Regions from separate parts of the Mus musculus genome. Here region 2 is linked to region 1. Evidence: chromatin contacts called from public HiChIP or PLAC-seq data. All regions are on one chromosome and are shown on one strand. Each heading gives the region's core, a stretch centred on a gene start, on an enhancer-like site or on the middle of the called end of the contact. The rest is flanking DNA. Distances are from core to core; before and after follow the strand shown. Region 1 holds the start of Icam1 (intercellular adhesion molecule 1). Region 2 holds the start of Rab3d (RAB3D, member RAS oncogene family).

Region 1 (4,665 bases), core at 2,032-4,531:
TCTTACCTGTTGCACTCTCACACTCTCTCTCCAGTCCCCCTTTCTTCCTTCCTTCCCTCCTTCCTTTCTTTCTTTCAAGACAGGGTTTCTCTGTGTAGCCTTGGCTGTGTAGCCTCCAACTTAAAGATCCACCTGCCTCTGCCTCCCAAGTGTTGGTATTAAAGACATGTACCACCACTGCCCGGCTGCCACAGCTACTCTTAACTGCTGAGCCATTTCTTTCCAGACCCTCTTTTAATTAAAAAAAAAAAAAGAAAAGTGTGTGTGTTTGCCACATGTATGCAGATGTCTGAATTCCCGATCCTCTTTCCTCCACCTGGGCTTTGTGCTTGTTAATCAGGCACTCTACTGAGCTCCAGCCCCAGAAAGATTGATTTTTTTGTTTGTTTGTTTTGTTTTTTTATGGGATCCCTGGAGCTTGCGTTACAAGCAATTGTGAGCCTCTAGATGTACTGGATCCAAGCCCAGGTGCTCTGCTCCTAACCACTAGGCCATCCCTCCAAGCTATGCTCACCACACCAGTTTTTTTTTTCTTTTTTTTTTTTTTTGGCTAAGATTTATTTATTTTATGTATGTGAGTACACTGTAGTTGTCTTCAGATGCACCAGAAGAGGAGGGTATCAGATCTCATGGATGGTTGTGAGCCACCATGTAGTTGCTGGGAATTGAACTCAGGACCTCTGGAAGAGCAGTCAGTGCTCTTAACCGCTGAGCCATCTTTCCAGGCCCCACACCAGTTCTTTTTAACCATCAAACTCTCTATCCCTGGCTTTAGTTTTCTATTTTATCAGTAATCACAAAATAATACCCCATGCTTTTTTTTTTTTTTGAGAAGCCCTAAGTGTAGCCCAGGCTAGCCTTAAACATGTAGCAGAGGATAACCTTGAATTCCTGATCCTCTTTCCTCCACCTGGGCTTTGTGCTTGTTAATCAGGCACTCTACTGAGCTCCAGACCCAGAAAGATTGATTTTTTGTTTGTTTGTTTTGTTTTTTTTGGGACAGGGTTTCTCTGTATAGCCCTGGCTGTCCTGGAACTCACTTTGTAGACCAGGCTGGCCTCGAACTCAGAAATCCGCCTGCCTCTGCCTCTGCCTCTGGAGTGCTGGGATTAAAGGCGTGTGCCACCACGCCCGGCTAAGATTAATTTTTTTTAATTACTGTGTTAGATTAATTTTATTTTATATGTGTATTTTATACACTTAACACTTAGTGTGCTTGTGTGTGTGTGTGTGTGTGTGTGTGTGTGTGTGTGTGTGTGTGTGTGTACTACATGCATGCTGGCTGCTTGGCATGGGTGCTGGGAACTTAATTTCAGTCCTCTGCAATAGCAGGATATACACTCAACCACTGAGCCACCTCTCCAGCCATAAGACTGTGTGTGTGTCCAGAAGAAAACATCAGATCGCTAGAGCTGGAGTTACAGATGGTTGTGAGCTGCCATGAGGGTGATGGGAATTGAACCTGTGTTCTCTGCAAGAGCACTTGCTCTGAACTGCTGACCCATCCATCTCTCCAGCCCCCAGTTTATGGTTCTTGAAGAAATCATGTCTTGTGGAACTGACCTTAAACTCATCCAGTCAGTCTCTGGTCTTGTTCCAGTGTACTCTTCAGTACACTTCCAGGCTGCTGCTGTATGCTGCTGGCTTCTCTGTTGAAGGAGTTATGTTCTGCTCATTGATGCTCCACTGAGGATCAAAGCAGGATTTTCCAATATTCAGCTCTTGGACCGATTGGTGCGCTCAACACAGAAGGTGCCGCTTTAAACAGTCAAACTAAAGACTGCATATGGGACCTTAGGGCAATGGAGTCTCAAACAGGTGAAATGAGGACCAAAGACTCTCAGTGACACCACTAGAAAAATCCACTCTGAGGGATTTCCCAGATTCCCTTGAGGTCACTCTGAAACTCCATCATAGTTGTCCTGGGGTAGAGATTGAGTGCCCGCTCCCCAGACACCCCCCCCCCCCAATCAAAACATCCCCGTGGAAATTCCTTAGGAATAACCAGGCTTCAGGCTTGGGTGTGGAGTGGCCTGGGAGCTGTGGGCTCTGGAGGAAGAGCACACGTGCATCTCGACCTCTCCCTTCCGCATCTGCAGCACGACCTCCTGGCCCAGGGCTGGTCTCCACAGCAACTGTATAGGCGTCTTAAAACAGGAAGCCTCGGGCGTCCAAAGGCCAGTAAGCAAGCCACTGGGTCTTGGAAGACTAGGGTTTGATATCTCTCTTTGTCCAATCTCATTGTTCAAGGTCTGCCTCAGTTTCACTGCGAAAAGCAAGAGCAGTGGAGCACGAGGCAGGATCGGGAGTTCAAGGTCATCCTCAACTACAGGGCGTTTGAGGTCACCCTGAGCTACTTGACACCTGACCTCAAGAAGAGACAGCAGGGGGAGAGATGAGAGGGGGAAGGGGAGAAACTAGCACGGGGCGGGGCCAGAGGATGGAGGAAGTGGGGGAAAGGAGTGAGAAGGAGAGGAAACCCCCCCATAAGGCGCGCTGGGGAGTGGGGGATCTCTGCTTTCTGAGAGGTGCCTCTCCTCTTCGGAGTTCTGTTTCTCATCCAGTCTAAGAAAGGGAGGTGCAGGGCTCCACGCCACAGGACCAGACATCTTCCTTCCTTTTGGGGGAGCTGTCAAGACGCCCCAGAAGTCAAAGCAGAAAAGGGGAACCGAGGCCGCGGGGGCGGGAGCAGTCGTGAGTGGGAGAAGGGAAGTGAGGACTGCCTCTCAGGCAGGACTTTCTCACAGCGGATCTGTCCGGGCCTGCTTGGATCGCTGCTTCATCTCTAGTGCCAAGTGGGTGGAGCATGGTCCTGGGGAGAGGGGCACCTCTGAATGGATGGCGTCCCCTAACGATTCCAGGGAGCCCTTATCCCCGGCAAGGGCATGTCTGGTGGGTTAAAGAGGCTTGCAGTAGTTGGGGAAATCAGGACTTGATTTCGGATCCCTGCGAAATGCCGAGCCTCAGTTTATCCCTTTGAGGGGATGGCGGTCCTGATGTCGCAGGGGACTAGGCAGTAGTCAATCAGTTAACCAGGAGGCGTGACTCCTGGAGGCCCGGGGCCTTCTCTCCGGACTCACCTGCTGGTCTCTGACACCACCTCCCCCCACATGTCATTACTTCAGTTTGGAAATTCCTAGATCGCAGGGGCCAGCGAGGCAGGACCACCCCTCTCTGCCAGGGCACAGTCTCCACCCGGAAATACCGAAGCCCTCGTTCCGGAGGGGAAGGCGCGAGGTTTCCCGGAAAGTGGCCCCGACAGCACCGCCCCTCGGCCCCCCGTGAGCCAGAGACTATAAAAGCGCCGCCCGCCTCAGTCTGCACCCAGTGCTAGTGCTGAGCTCCGCTGCTACCTGCACTTTGCCCTGGCCCTGCAATGGCTTCAACCCGTGCCAAGCCCACGCTACCTCTGCTCCTGGCCCTGGTCACCGTTGTGATCCCTGGTGAGTCCGAGGTGGGGTCGCTTTGGGGGGCAGGTCTCCAAACTCCAGGACCCAGAGCGCGGTCGAAATCCCTGCTTCCCGGCCAGCGGAACATCACATAAATTCAGCTGTTAACGGGAAGTGGGATTGGAAACCCAGGGTTGAAAACTAACAGCCCGGAGTTCGAATCCCACGTAGCATCACTCCATGGGTGGGTTACAGAACCCAAAATCTCGGTCTCTCTCTCTCTCTCTCTCTCTCTCTCTCTCTCCCTCCCAGTCCCTCCCTCCCTCCCCCTCTCTCTGTCCTCTCTCTCTCCCCCTGTCCCCCTCTTCCCCTCCCTTCCTTTCTTTCCTGTTTTGAGAATGATGCCTTGACACGTTAGCCTAGGCTGGCCTTGAACTCAGTCCTCAAGGCCTCGCGGCTCTTCGGGTTACAGGCTCAAAACACACTACTCTCCTAAAACATGCACGTTTAGAACCTGGGCTCATGGTCTGTGCAATGGGAACTGTGGTCACAGTCCTTGTCATGGGGCAGTCAGAATATGGCTGAGGTGGGGAACAGATGGTCTGAGGGGCTGGCCCGTCCTAAAGTGAATCTTGAGGTCCGGTTCCCTCCCCCACAGACACCCGTTCCTCATCCTCACCCCTGGGGAAGTCCAGGCTGCTTCTGCGCTGGGGAATTCCAGGGTTGGTGTACCCTGGAGCCAGAGTGAGCCGGCTCAGGACTCCCCACCTTGCTGCTGCCTGGGGGCGGCGCCTGCCGTCCTCCCAAGAGAGGAAGATTCAGAACTTGTTCAGCAGCTATCAGGAGGCTCCCGACTTGGATTCCCGCAATCCATAACTCCTAGCTGGATGACTTCTTCTTGCCTCAGGGTTCTCCAAGGAGCCCGAATAATTCCAGAAGTATTGAGGAGAGTTGCTAGCTGTTATAGCTGTTATTACCTCCACCAGACCACCAATCATAGCACTGGGATCTTTGCGTGTGTGGGGGGGTGAGGGTGGAGAGATGGGGGAGGGGAAAGCTGAGTTCAGTTTTTTGTTGTTGTTGTTATTGGTTTTTCTTGTTTTTTTGTTTTTTTTGGTTGGTCTTGTTTTTTTGAGACAGGATTTCTCTGTGTAGCCCTGGCTGTCCTACAACTTGCTCTGTAGACCAGGTTGGCCTGGGACTGAGACCTGTCTGCCTCTGCCGCCCCAATGGTTCCATCCCCCACCCCCATTCGTTGTTTACTTTAGTTAAGTGG
Region 2 (4,432 bases), core at 432-2,931, 900 kb after region 1:
GGTATTCATCAACAAACTTCTGCTGAGTCTCTGCACCAGGCATGGGTCTCTGAAGAGACACAGCTGTGCATAAGAAAGAAACACCACAGTGAGAGGGCTGTGGTTGCTATTTAATCTTTACACAAAGGTGAGGCTGAGGGCTGGGGAGTAGAGCACTCACCTGCGTTTTCAGCCCCAGCACCCAGCAAACCAGGTGTGATGTGCACACCTGTAATTTCAGCACTACAGAGTGGAAACAGAGTACCAGGCGTTCAAAGCCATCCTGCGTTACATTGGAAGTTCCTTACCAAACTGGGGTGGGTTATATGAGAACTTGTCTCAGAAAGAAAGGAAGGGAGGAAGGAAGGAAGGAAGGAAAAAAGAAAGAGAGAGGGACAGAGAGAGAGAAAGAGAAAAAGGAAAGAAATATGGAACCTTTATAGTGGAAGGTTCAGATCTTCTCCCTTCAGGTGCAGGACCAGGTAACAGGTGAAAACTCAGGGCCAGTTGGGGCTGGGGGGCCGTGGTGGTGAGGAAGTTGCACGGGCTGCAAGCTGGACTTTGCCCAGTGCAAGCAGCTGGTATGGCCAGGTGTGTAGGTGTGTGTGTGACTGCCAGCTAGACAGAGCCCCTTCCATCAAGGCTTGGATGTTGAATTTAGCTGGTGCTTGCCTCTGGGGTGCTGTCCTGTCCTCTCCAAATCCACTGTAACCCTTTCCCTGTCTCCCAGGGTGAGGGTAATTTCTATATATATAACATAAGGTTTAAAGGCCCAGTTAGGCTCCCAAGTGGGTATCTACCATTTTATTTGTCAAAGGGGCCGGGCCTGGCTCCCTCTTGGCCAAAGCTGACTCACCCCAGCCATGGTCCACAAAGACAGGACTGAAAGTCATCAAATCCAAGAGAATTATCCTAGCCACTTAATGACTGCAAAACCCACCACCCCATATCCTCCTGTTTATATCTTCCCACACTCCAGCATTCTGTTTTATCCAAATCTAGGGTGTTCTTCCAAGCTCTCCCCCACCCCCGCCCCCACTTTGCTTTCTCCAGCTGTCTAGCTTAGAGCTGCTCTCCGAAGCCCAAGCAAAAGTATTTCTCAATGGCCTTCGGTGTTTTCTGTTTCTCTACTCCGTGCATTTCTAAGGAGAACGCAGCCAACCCCACCCTGTGTTCCGGGAGAACGGGTTTGAGGCGTCCGTCGGGCAGGGCCTCCAGGCTGGCCCCCGCCCCACCACGGCTTCTCTTCTGGGCCATCTAGGGGTCCCCTAGCCCTCAAGGTTGGCACCCGAACAGTCACTGCACTGCGTGCACCAGCAAGTGCCTCCCCCATCACCATATGGCGCCGTCGCTCGGCCCCAAGCTGGGCTTCTCGCCCACCCCGCCACCGTTCGCAGAGCTTGCCGGGTGCGGGGAACCCAGAAGAGCCAGCAGCACTGACAGGGGGTGCGGGACCCAGGCTCGCGCGGACCCCAGTTCAACCCTGTCATAGTGCACGCGCGTATCAGCGGGTTGGCAGGTGCACTCGCTCCTGGGCTCACCTCGGGTCCCGCCTTGCACACCAGGATCCGCCCACGAAGTTGCTACGGCCCCGCACAGGGCTGCGACCCTCGCCCCACAGCTGCCGGCGCTGCCAACACTGACACCCGGATCCCGCGCCGGCTCCGCCCAGGCGGAGGGGGCGAGGCCGCAGAAGACTAGGCGAGGTGAGCGGGTGGGGCCTAGAAGGGGCGGGGCGCCTTGAGAGTTGGCGCCCGGCGGTGGGCGTGGTCTTACGGGTGTGGGCGCCGCCAACGGAGCCAGGAGATGGGCGTGGCCTGTCGGAGGCTTGGACGCCACAAAAGTCCTAGCTGAGTGGGCGAGCCTTGCAGGCGGAGGTGGGGTCTGGCAGGGGCGGGGCCACCTCAAGAGGCGTCAGAGGTGGGCAGGGAGTTGAGAGGATGGGACCTGGTAGTATGGTAGGAGAGGGGTGGTAGGGATCTGGGAGTGCAAGTCTGTGGTCCTGAGCTAGAGCCCAGAGGAGCGGGAAGAGGCATTAAGTCCCATCAGAGCCTCTCTTTCCTAACTAGAGGTAGAAAACATTTTCTATGCATTCTGTGTTAACAGGAAAACCTCAGCAGCTGAGTTCTATTCCCATCTCCCCTTTCTAGGACTGTGACTCCTGACATATTTAACCTCTCTCAACCTCAATGTTTCCCTCTGTCGAGTGGTTCATAACAAGATTAGTGTAACCATAGTTTTATTCCTTTTACTTTTGGGGGCTGGAGAGATGTCTCAGCGGTTAAAATCACTTGTTCTTGTTGAGGATATGAGTTTGAGTCTCAGGACTCACATGGTGTCTAATAACTCCAGTTCCAGGAGACCTGACCCTTCTTACTTCATCAAACTGCAAGAGCCCACGTGGTGCAGACAAAACACTCATGTAAAATAAAATTTAAAATTCTAAAAATTAAAATTTTTTTGTTTGTTTTCCAGGCTTGCCTCAAACTCCTTAAGTACCAAGAGTAAATGTGAACTGATTCCCCTGGCTCCACCTCCCAAGGTCTGGGATTGAAGGTGTACAAAGCCATGCTGCTTTACACGGTGCTAGGGATGGAGCCCAAGGCTTCTTATATAGAGAGTGGTTACTCTATCTCCCCAGTGCTGGCCTGAATCCTAGGCATAATCCCCGTTCCACGTGGGAGGAGTCTGGCTCTAAAGGGTGCTAGATTCTTCTGTTCAACATGCCTAAGGGCTCTTGGAGTTAAAACATGTTTTAGAAATAAGGAAACTGGGGCTGGAGAGATGGCTCAGCAGTTAAGAGCACTGACTGTTCTTCCAGAGGTCCTGAGTTCAAATCTCAGGAACCACATGGTGGCTCACAACCATCTGTGATGGGATCTGATGCCCTCTTCTGGTGTGCCTGAAGACAGCTACAGTGTATTCATATATATAAATAAGGAAACTGAGGATCAAAGAAAAGTAGATATTTGCCAGAGTCCACACAGCAAGATTTCGAATTCAGTTGCTACTAAGCCTGATATGAGGGTTTCAGGGACCAACAGAGTAGAAGGAGAACCAATTCCCACAAGTTGTCCTCTGATCTCCACATGCAATAAACAAAAGAATAAATAAATGTAAAAAATCAAACAGAGCCGGGTGTGGTGGCACATGCCTTTAATCCTGGCACTGGGGAGGAAGAGGCAAAGGCAGGTGGATTTCTGAGTTCGAAGCCAGCCTGGTCTACAAAGTGAGTTCCAGGACAGCCAGGGCTACACAGAGAAACCCTGTCTCAAAAAAAAAAAAAAAAAAAAAAAAAAAATCAGACTTTTAGGTATGGTAGCTAACATTTGTAATTCCAGAATTTGGGAGGTAGAGGAAGACAGAAATCAGGAGTTCAAGGTCATACTCAGGTATGTAGTAACTTCAAGTTCAGCCTGAACTCAGAAGAGACTCCATCTCCAAAGTTATCTGCATGTGTGTCTAAACAGGTGAAATGGTGTATTTCTGTCATCCTAGTACTAGGAAGCTGAGACACGAGGACTGCCATGAATTTGAGGCTAGCTGGGTCACATAGTAAGTTTTAAATCAGATTGGCTACATAGTAATAAGAGCCTGTCTCAAAAATATAGAGACTGATATAGTAGCTCCTATCTGTAATTTTAGTACATGAGAGGTGGAGGCAGGAAAATTCTCAAGTTTCAGGCCAACTTGGGCCACAGGATTCCAAGTCAGCCTGAGCTAGAGACCCTGCCTCAAAGCACATACACACAGACCATTATCACACACACCATTACCACACAGAAACTTGAACGTCACTGCTCACTCAGATGCCTAAGGGAACAAGAGCTGCCTCCAAAGATTTAACATGAATTGTGCCGGAGAGTATTAGCTAGGAAGAGCTGAGTTATTCCTAGAAACAAGCAGTCCCCAAAGACTTCAGGATATCACTCACCCAGGTTCACAGCTCGGAATGGATGCTAGGGGCTAAGGAAAGATGTTCTAGCCTGTCTTGTAAACGCTTTTAAAAAAAGATTTATTTATTTTATTTATATGAGTACACTGTCACTGCTTTCAGACACACCAGAAGAGGGCATCAGATCCCATTACAGATGGTTGTGAGCCACCATGTGGTTTCTGGGAATTGAATTCAAGTCCTCTGGAAGAGCAGTCAGTGCTCTTAACCACTGAGCCATCTCTCCAGCCAGTAAACACTTCTGCTCACATCTCATCAGCCAAAGAAAGTCATAATGTCACTTCCAGTGTCGGCAGAATCGGAAATATGATTATGCCTGGGAGGTGGGAACCTGCTGTTGCTGCAGTAACACACAGGAAGGGCAGTGGGTAGAGCTGAGCCAGGTATACAGAAGTTACACAATATATGGTCACTGTTAGAGGAGACATGCTGGAACTTCAATAGCTCACACTCCAATGTGTCATGTCACCAGGTATGGGCAATCTGAGGCTCTGAGTG

What was found. HiChIP or PLAC-seq counts read pairs in DNA pulled down with a chosen protein or histone mark.
Region 2: a contact with region 1 is called in an H3K27ac HiChIP or PLAC-seq map of microglia, with 6 times the contacts expected there. The contact joins the promoter of Rab3d here to the promoter of Icam1 in region 1. A contact is called at or near these places in 2 of 115 datasets of contacts at active chromatin or transcription factors (large pre-B cells and microglia).

Annotation. Positions count from the first base shown.
Region 1 is chr9:21,012,659-21,017,323 of GRCm38.p6, forward strand. Icam1 (intercellular adhesion molecule 1) reads left to right here and starts at 3,282. Exons shown (of 7, transcript NM_010493.3): 1 at 3,282-3,443. The coding sequence starts at 3,377.
Region 2 is chr9:21,916,502-21,920,933 of GRCm38.p6, forward strand. It overlaps Rab3d (RAB3D, member RAS oncogene family), which reads right to left and starts at 1,682. Exons shown (of 5, transcript NM_001324531.1): 1 at 1,521-1,682.